Linked DNA regions of Triticum aestivum: region 2 is linked to region 1. The links are chromatin contacts, called in public Hi-C maps. All regions are on one chromosome and are shown on one strand. Each heading gives the region's core, a stretch centred on a gene start, on an enhancer-like site or on the middle of the called end of the contact. The rest is flanking DNA. Distances are from core to core; before and after follow the strand shown. Region 1 holds the start of LOC123093393 (UDP-glycosyltransferase TURAN). Region 2 holds the start of LOC123093395 (protein TIFY 11b).

Evidence for each region. Hi-C and Micro-C count contacts between places; a contact is called where the count stands out from the background.
Region 2: a contact with region 1 is called in a Hi-C map of leaf, with 5 times the contacts expected there. The contact joins the promoter of LOC123093395 here to the promoter of LOC123093393 in region 1. A contact is called at or near these places in 5 of 5 Hi-C or Micro-C datasets (leaf, root and an unstated tissue) and 1 of 1 datasets of contacts at active chromatin or transcription factors (leaf).

Annotation. Positions count from the first base shown.
Region 1 is chr4B:581,410,533-581,415,549 of IWGSC CS RefSeq v2.1, forward strand. It overlaps LOC123093393 (UDP-glycosyltransferase TURAN), which reads right to left and starts at 1,978. Exons shown (of 16, transcript XM_044515350.1): 1 at 1,670-1,978; 2 at 1,363-1,396; 3 at 1,129-1,184; 4 at 921-1,055; 5 at 252-400. The coding sequence starts at 1,774.
Region 2 is chr4B:581,617,673-581,622,689 of IWGSC CS RefSeq v2.1, forward strand. It overlaps LOC123093395 (protein TIFY 11b), which reads left to right and starts at 3,103. Exons shown (of 1, transcript XM_044515353.1): 1 at 3,103-3,941. The coding sequence starts at 3,246. The coding sequence ends at 3,815.

The DNA of each region.
Region 1 (5,017 bases), core at 728-3,227:
ACTTTGTTGGAAAGTCAATTTTTTTTATGTTTGACCGTATTTATACAATAATATGTCAACATTCATGCCATCAACTTAGTAGCATTAGATTCATGATAAAATATATTTTCATTATATAACTATTTGGTTTCACAAACATTGATATATTTTTGCACAAACTCGGTCAAACTTTAAGCTCCAACAAAGTTGGAAGTACACTCTTTGAAGGACGGAGAGAGTAGCAGATAAGCAAATATGGTTGGAGGGGTTACCAGAAATAGACTTTGACTATTACATGACTTCTGCCATGAGACAGTCCAAGCAAAGTATATCCAAAATTATGCCAATCCACAATAAATTTAGCACCTCTTAGCCAGCTAACCAGTTTCACAGCCGCCAATGTTGGAACGGAGGGTGGATTCTATTGGACAAATGATGGTCAAATGACAGAAATCAGGTCTCTCATTGTTACTGTGAAACACGATAACTAAATTTGACATTTTTATTACCAAAAGAATCTTTAAATATATGAATCAAAAAGGACTCTAGGTGATTAAATCTTAACGGGATGAGACTGAAGCATATTCTGTAACTAAGTAAGGGTCAGAGTAAGCAATTCTGTAAATATACTACAATCAGCATTGCCAAAATGAGAATGGTGCCAACAATAGGTTACTATACATATATCATAGCATAAGTTACTATTTGTTACCTCCATTCATAAATAAGTGACGTGGGTCTAGTTCAAATTTGAACTAAATACTTAAGCTGCACAATAAGCCAACTATGACTATTCATTTACTTAGCATGGTGGACAACGAATTCTAGATTGTTGATTCTCTTTAAAAAGAACTAATTTGCCGACAATGGTAGTGATTAGACATGTGGTTCATGTAATTCTGAACCACATATGCAAGTAAGAAAGCTGCGTGTAATTTTACCTGAACAATGAAGACATCAGGGCGAGGAATCTTAAAGCAGAGAAACCAAATCAGCATGATAAACTGGATGGCAGCTTTAAGTAGCAGAGCCAGGGCACCAGATATCTTTGAAATTCCCGATAACTGCACTGATTTCTGAAGAGACAACTTTGAAGTTAACTGTAGTAGGAGAAAAGGGAGAGAATATAATATCTTAAACGATCAATACCATCTCGTGTATGTGAATTGATGGATTCTCTCTCAGTGATAAATGGGGATCACTTCCTGCTCATAGACATAGAACAGGATACAAGGTCAGATCTCAACAAAAATAACACTGAGAGCTGATGAAACTCCAGCCTGTCTGACGTTCCTTAACATGCATCTAGTAAATAGATGGCTTCGTTCTACCATTTGGCAGTAGAATTCAACAACAAAACGAAATTGTGTGAAGACAGAATACCTCCGTTTGCAACAATGTCGACTTCCATGCCGGCCTGTTAAGAAGAAGAATAACGAACAGCTAAGTCTAAGATACTACTCTACTAGTAAAACCTATGCTGGAACACAAGAATATGCAACAAGGAGCATGTCTGAGCTTCCAAAATTTATTCTACTTGCTTCAAGAGAAAAATGCATGGTAAATACAGGCGCAGTGTGCCTGGTAATTGTGAATAGTCAATGGCCACCGCGCAATGGATCCAACCCGTAGTCATCTAATTCAATCCAGCCAAAACGGACGCGAGGTTACGGATTCGTTAGTGGAGCACCTGGTTGGCGAGGGAGAGGGAGTGGTACTGCATGCGCGGGCTGCGGCCGATGTCGCCCAGCACAACCACCGCCGCGCGCCTCCTCCTTCCCGCCTCCTCCGCCATCTCCGTCGACCCTTTTCGCGCAGAGGAGGGAGGGAGGGGGGAAGGGGCAGCGCTAGGCGTGGAGGGGGAGGAAGGGGGGCGTGGGGTAGGGCTGTAGGGCCGGAGGGGCGGCCACCGGCGGCGATGGGGACGGAGGAGCTCTGCTCTCCGTTGGGATCCAAAAACGGCTGAAGTCCTGAACTGCTGGCCCCACCTGTCAGGGTCATTGACGGGTCCAGTTGCAATAACTACCCAGGGCAGGTCCTTTCCTGAAACTTTCCACCACGGCCGGCCGCCGCACCGCAACCTTGGGTTTCCTCTGCGAGAGACGGCGGCGGCGGCTCTCGACCCGGCGGCTGAGGGCCTAGCCACTCCACCCGATGTATCGCGGCAGCGGGTCGGCGCCTGCTCCCAGCGAGCAGCCCATCGACGCCTACCCTGTCGGTGAGCCCGCGATACACTCGCGTTACTGAAGCTATTTTCTGCACTACTGGATCATAAAGGCGCGCTTTGCCGCGCCCGTCCATCTTTAGTACTGTAACGATGATAATGTCTAAGAAATTTGGAGTTATAACATGTAATAAATACCGAACACTTGAAACTGAGGATACATGAATGATTCATTGTGAGAAAACAAGGGATGGTTTATACCTGAAGGTAGGGTAATAATGAATATTGCCGCTGGTTTCCTTTAAATTGCGCCTGAAGATTTGTGTTGTTTCCATGTCAGGTCTCATAAATGTAAAGGCAATATAAAAAATTGTCCTCCTTAAGCATTTTAGCAATTGTGGAAATTTTGAATTGTTGCACACTTAACTTCACCACTTAAGCCAAAAATAAATGTGCACATGATGTATATTTTTATTCGTTATACTTCTTGAAAGTTAGAAAAATAAATAAAAATCGCATATAAATTAAATTGAAGTGGCAGAGCTAAGTTCTTGGAGATTAGTTAAAAATGAGATAAAGAACTTACTCCATCTCCTTTCTCAAAATTTGAAATAGAAGTGCCCATTAACAAGTGAAGAATGGGTAAGTTCTAAAAAATGATCTTCTGTGGTGCTATATATGATGCCATGCTACGAATAACATATATACTTGAATCGCAAATTTTATCTATTAATTCAAGGTCAGCAATAATGATATCTGTATATGGTTCAGAGAGTCCAAAAACTCTAAATTTTCATGAAATAACTAAACATGGCCAATAAAGGGGTGTGTTCTGGTCACTCGATTTCAAGCAACTACCAACTGCACATGAGTTATAGCTCCAAATCATGCATAAGGCATGAGGTCTGACCAGCAGTACTCATTTTTCACTAATCCACCGGTTATCAATTGTGAAAACTCTAGGTACCCCCAATTTTTATATTACTCGCACAAACTGAGGTCAAAATATACGCAAGATCTTCAAATTCTTTTCCGAAAAATAAATAAACATGAAGCAGATGCAATGCACGACACTGGGAATATGATCGTGCTCATAGACCATTAGCAGAGCAACAACTTTAGTCCTTATCTACTCCTTGTATCATCTTGCCAAAACTACCTACACGGAAAGGTGAGAAGGCATCCAGCCACCGTCCCGCTGGTCGTGTGACCTCTCAACCGTGCTTGCTTGCTAGGGTAGGATTCAGTGACAGGGTCTGGACGAATGACATGCAGCGAATTCTGTTGGTCAGATTGCGTTAATATTTGTAGAGAGAGAGAGAGAGTAGGGAAAAGAGGGGACATGAATGGCTGAATCGGCGAGAGGTGAAGCCAATACTCTGGGACAAGCATGTCGTCAGTAGGGACGCGCATCGAGCGCCCTGCCCCGGTCTAGGCGAGGTCGTGGTGCAGGTTCTCGGCTGCATGGAGGCGAAGGAGGCGAGGCGCCCCTCCCTCTCGCTTTTTTTTAGGGGTGCCCCTCCTTCTCGTGTAAATCCTGAACCGTCTCCGCCAGAGAAGCGAAGCCTGGGCAGGCCGCTAAGCAAAGAAGTGATAATGGGCCGTCCAAACCGTATTCCCACTGGAAAAGGCCCGCTTAACCACAGGCCACCAAGGCCGTTTTCCGGAGCAGCGGCCCGAGCGGGGTTCCTGGGACGACAGTTAAAAGATCTGAGACGTTCAACAGCGTGATCGAACGGTAAAGAGCCCCAAATCGCTGTGAGGCATCGTAGGTGGCTCAGTTTTACTGTTTCTCGATGGGCTGCATGCTTGGGGCAACTCAAAGAGCATCTCCAACAGACGCCCTACGGAGCCGCGCGCTAAAAAGAATTTAGCGCGCCAAAATAGCGTTTTAGCGCGTCGGATGACTGGACATCTCCAGCAGACGCCCAAAAATATACTGCCCAGCTACATCTTCAGCAGACGCCCAAAATCAGTCTCATACGCCCGTACCCAGCTCGCCGCTCGTGGCATGCTCGCCGTCATGGTCATGGCCACGCGCTGCCGCCCATGGCCTGCTCGCCGCCCTGGGCGTGCCCCGCAGCCGCCGTGCCCGTGGCCCGCAGCCGCCATGGTTGTGGCCGTGCTCCTGCCCTGCTGTAGCCATGGCCTGCTCGCCCCGCCGCCGTCGTGGCCGTGGCCGCGCCCTGCTCGGCCCGCAGCCGCCGTGGCCGTGGCAGTGCCCGCGCCCCACCGCCTGTGGCCGCGGCCTGCTCGCCACGTTGTCGTGGCCGCACACGTGCCCCGTCCCGCCGCCCGTGGCCGCGGCCTGCTCGCCACGCCGTCGTGGCCACACCAGCGCCCCGCCCCGCCGCCCGTGGCCGTGGCCGCACCTGGCCGCGCCCGCGCCCCGCCGCGCCCGGCTTGCCTCGCCGCTCGCCGTGGCCGCGGCCTGCTCCCCCGCCGACCCTGCTCGCCCCGACCCGCCACCCCTGCCCGCCCCGCCATGGACGTGGCCTGCTCGTCCTGCCGCCCCTGCTCGCCCCGCCCCGCCGCCACTGCTCGCCCCACCGCCACCGCCGTGGCTGTGGCCTTCTCACCCCGCTGCCCCTGCTCGCTCCGACCCGCTGCCCCTGCTCGCCCCGGCGCCCCGCCGCCCGTGGTCGCGCTCCTCCCCGCCCACGCCGCCGTCGTGGCCGTGGCCGGCTGGCGGGCTGGCGCGCCCGAGGAAGCCGATGGCAGCCAAGGACACACGGGGAACTTTTTCAGCGTGTGTGCGAAGTTCAGCGCGCGGGAGCTCACGCGCCAAATATAGAGCTTCGGGTCCAGTTTCTTCCGGCGCGCTGAACAATTTTTACAGCATGCTCTATTATCCAGCGTCCGCTGGGGTGCTAT
Region 2 (5,017 bases), core at 1,853-4,352, 210 kb after region 1:
AAATTAGTACCTTTGTTTTGCATTTTGTTTCCACATTTTGCAAACAAAAGACTTTATAACCGATGATACAAACCATCTTATGAACATAGTGTAATTTTCAATATATTTTCATATTAGACGTAGTAAGAGTGTATTAAGGATATAAGAATGATATTTTTCCAACATGTATGAATATTCTTTATTATGATAAATAAATACAAATGTGAAGTTTAATTTCATAAAGTATCTCTTGTATTTTGTTTTAAAACAATCATCATATGTAATATTACATTAGAAATTAATAATATTGTCTTTACTTCGAGTAATAAATATATACTTCACATGTAACCGTTGCTAGTACTAATATTCAACATAATAGAGTTGAACCGTAGGCTGCAGGTCGGCATAATGAAAACCCGACAATTCAGCCAAGACAAAATTGAGGTACTAATTTAGCTAATTTTATTCGAATGTGGCTAAAAGCCTATTAATTTTGTAATTTTGATCATTGACTTTCTTGTAATTTATATTTTTTGCATGTTGAATATTGGATCACATGGTCCAAACATAAAGGGTGATTTTAATCTCTGGCAAGATCAATAGATGTCAAGTTTTATTATGTTTGATCATCATTCTCATGTATCAGTCAAATCATGAGATTGGTGCAAATTTAGCAAATTAATTTTTTATTTCGATGTTAATAAACTAGATGGTTATTTCGTTTTCAATATGCTCTAGATCAACTCTTTGAAATGTACTTTGTACCAAGCAACTTTAGTCGTTTCTCTTTATATAGTATTCATTGTGTTAGTGAAAATATAATAGTATAAAAATCTTGTATGATCAATATATGCGTACAAACTTAATGATATTGTTGCACCTGAATTTTTTGGAAAATACCTATAATTATTCAGGATGAAATTTATATAATTTTAACTGCCCGTTGTGGATAGATATATGTACACAACTTTGTTTATTTTCAGTGCAACAGATGAGTACAACAAAAACTTGAGAAATTCTCAACAACCTTTAATTTAGTGGTGCACTACATAACCACAAGGATTAAAATATGAAGTTTTACAAAGACTTTGATATGACACACCTTGTTGAACATTCTCTTTATCATTTCGCGGTACTTTATACTAAAATCTTCGTCTTTCGAACAAGGTTTATTAGCAGATCCATTCTTACCCACTTCTCACACATGACTTTAAGATAGTTTGTATGATAGTTGAAGCATCGTGAGTGTGTGTAATTGTTTGTTACATATGAAAACCTAGCATTAAAAGAATAACTCAGTGAAAATAAACCATTTTCGCTTAAGAGGACAAGAAATCATTTTTTGTATGAATTTAGAAGTTTGTAAATTACAAGATAGGTGGAATACATTACCCAACAAAATTAACCCGCAAAAAAACACACAACATACGATTTTTTTTAATAAAGTTATGAAAGCATAATGTTGTTTAAAGATGAGATTGACAGATACATATTACTCCCTTTGATCCATATTACTTGTCGCTCAAACATGTGTATCTAACACTGAAATGGAACCGAGGGAGTACTAACAAATAGTTTTGAACTATTTGACCCAAAAAATGCTCAACTAACATCTTCAATGAGCGTGCATGTGTCCGGTGGTGATTTCTAATGCGATATTTTTTTTTCTTCGGCATGGATACATCACACTATTCTCACATATCTTGAGGCATTCACATAGCACGCACACTATCGCCAAACTCATTTGGCGGACTCAAACAAAGCACACACACTAACAAGAAGGGCCTGTTTGGTTGCCAGTCTTGCCTTGCCACGCCAAAGGTGCGGCACGCCACAACTCCGTAGGCAACTGTTTGTTTGCTGACGAAGGTTTGGCTCGCCACACATGCAAAGAGCTTTTTGCAGTAGAATTTCTCGCCACAAGTGCGGCACTGGTTTTGTTCGCCACAATCCTTGACGTGCCACAAGTGTGGCCAAACAAGTGTGGCATTTTGAGTAACCAACCAAACAGCCTCGAAGTCTCATCCGATGCTACCAGGTAATCTCTTCCAACGGTATCACACAAGGCTCATACAACATACAACTCATGCACTTTACATTCATACAAGAGCGCATTAATAATAAGACTGACCCTGAGTGCATGAAAATTATGGCATGGTGATAGTATTGTGGATTCGTGCACTTCATGTTCATAAAAGAATGCATGAACAATACAAATAGAACATCCAAAAGGCATGTTGTGAAAGGGCATTTCCTCCCGAAGTGTATTGGTGTTGATGACAACGTAATTTGCGGACTGACCGTGTTCTTGAGCTACACAGGCATATTCAAATGACACAACCCTCTTGCTCGCCAACATTTATTTTCTTTTTTTTTTGCGGGGGCACCACCGTTTCATTCGAGGTCATTCCATCGCCTGCTGCCATTTGCGTGAGGAGTGGCTCGACAACATGGCGGTGGATGGGACGAATCGACTATCACATGCTCTCCGTATGACAGACGGGGCCCACTTGTCAGCAAAGCAAACAGACATAAAAAAACATATATATCCATGTTTGCACAGTTTTTTTTCCCTTAATTCTGAAGGAGTCGCTATATGTTTGCAAACCGCGCACGCACGAGCGCATCCGTTCGAATGATGCGCCCTCTTCTGGCACCAGCTGGCTGTACAGTTGCCGCTCTTCCTTTATATGTACTCATTTCGTTTCATAATATAAAAGCGTTCTTGACACTAAAATTGGATGGAGTAGTTTTAAATTCATTTGCATTCAGCTGCAAGCTCACTGGTTCACGGAGCCGGATCCCCTGACGTACGCCCCCCTGCCGTTGGGCCGCTGACGGGTGGGTCCGGGCCCACACGTCAGTGTGTGGGCCGTACGTCAGACGACCCGCGTCCCTGGTTCACGCCCCCCGGGCAAAGGAAACTCGGGTTGCTCAATCTTCACGTGTTCTTCGTGCCCCGCACCACCTCCACCACCACCACGTCTCCTTCACTCGCCTAATTTATTCAAAAAACAAACCAAGAGGGAGGCCAGCCATGGAGGATGCGACTCTGCGTGCGTGCTTCTCCCTCCCTTCCCTTCCGCTGAGACCGCCCACCCCCCTATATAACCGCCCTCCCCTCCCCAAGGTACCTCACATCCCACCCCCCACAGCCATCCGTTCACAGAGTAACCACAGCCACACCGCAACTTCACCTTCACCATCCATCATCGTCAACGAGAAGCAGCAGCACCCGGCCAAGAGACGAGACAACAAGTGTTGCCATGGCAGCGGTGGAGAGCAAGAGCAGGAGGTTCGCGCTGGCGTGCGGCGTCCTCAGCCAGTACGTCAAGGCGGAGCAGAAGATGTCCTCCGTCGCCGTCGCCCCGCGCGCGCCCCCGGCCACCACGCTCAGCCTCATGCCCGGCGCCGACGTCGGCCAGGAGCACGCGGCCGCGGCGGCCGCTGAGGAGGCGGGTCCCGCCACGGCCACGCCGCTCACCATCTTCTACGGCGGCAGGGTGGTCGTCTTCGAGGACTTCCCCGCGGACAAGGCGGCCGAGGTGATGCGCATGGCCGCCGCCGCCGGCGTCGAGCGCGCGGCTGTCGTGCCCGCCCCCGCCCTCCTCCCGGCGGACAAGACGGCGCTCGCGGACCTGCCCATCATGCGCAAGGCGTCGCTGCAGAGGTTCTTCGAGAAGCGCAAGGACCGCCTCGGCGCGCGCGCGCCCTACGCCCGCCCGGCGCCGGCCGCCGCGGCCATCAAGGACTCGGAGGAGAAGTCGGCGTCGGCGTCGGCGTCGTCCTCCTCGTGGCTCGGGCTGGCCAGCACCGACGGCGCCTTCGCCCTCTGATCTGCACGGACGGACGGAGCAAGACGGCTTGCCCGCTTCAAGAGATCGTTTGTAGAGCACTTTTAAATGTATTCTTTGCGTAAAAATTCGAGTAGGGAAAGAAAGAAGGAAGGAAGATTGAGATCATAGTAAGCCCTTTTTGTTTGATTGATTGGTTGACAAATTCTTTTGATCTCTGCGCGGCTCATCATCATGGGTCGCCCAGAGATTGAGTTCATGAACCGAATAATAACTTGAAATAAAGACAAGTACGTAGTACTAGCTTGAAACAACAATTCTTCTTTCTCCGGCGTCACCACTGATACAGTTTCAGTAGTATACTACCATGAACCGAAATGTAAAAAATAAAAAAAAAATTAAGAAACCAATCCCCGAATTGGCAAGCAGCAGTTCATGGCGGAGGGGAAGGGTGGGTGAGAAACGGTCAAAAGGGTTGGAGCCCAACTTGTCAAAAAGGGGATGGGGGTTGTGGTGGGAGACTTGGACGTGCGTACGCGTCATTGCCTTTTTTTTTTAGAATAACGAAATGGAGCACGTTCATGGCGTTCCAGATAAACAACTGCCCGGTTGTCCGTCCGTTGGCCCTTCGCTCTCGGCTCTGGCGCACCCGGACCACCCACACACACACGCGGCGACGGCGACGGCGGCGAAGACGACGACGACCCTCGGAAGCCCCGTGGCTTCCTCCCCTCCTCCAACGTGGTGGCGCCACCTGTTGGCCTGTGGTTGGTCGCCGGCCTCGTGAAACCGCGTGACATGGGCAACGGAAGAGTGTGGATGGGCGGCATCCATGGATGCTCGTCTCAACGTGCTCCTCTCCCGTGGCTTGCATCTGGGGCTGGAGGTGCTTTTCTCATCGGCGCAGGGCGTGCGTGCCCGGCCGATTCGGTCTGTCCCCCGGGCGTCGCCGCAACGTGCTTGGCACGGCGCGTGGGATGGGAACGGGGAGGAAGGAACCGGTTGCTTGTACTTGAATGAAAAGCTCCTTTTTTTCGCCTTTCCGGACGACGATTCCGCCACGTTTTTAGTTCGTTTGCACCACCACGGATCTGAGGGAACCTTTTGTTTTCCCGTCGTGGGTGAGTAAACTAGTGCTGCTGGGTCTGTCTGCCCGCTTAGGCAGGAAAACAAACGAAAGCTACTACTAATAGCACCGCCGGAAAAAAGGGTCAGAATAGGCCGGCCATGATCGTGCTAGCAGC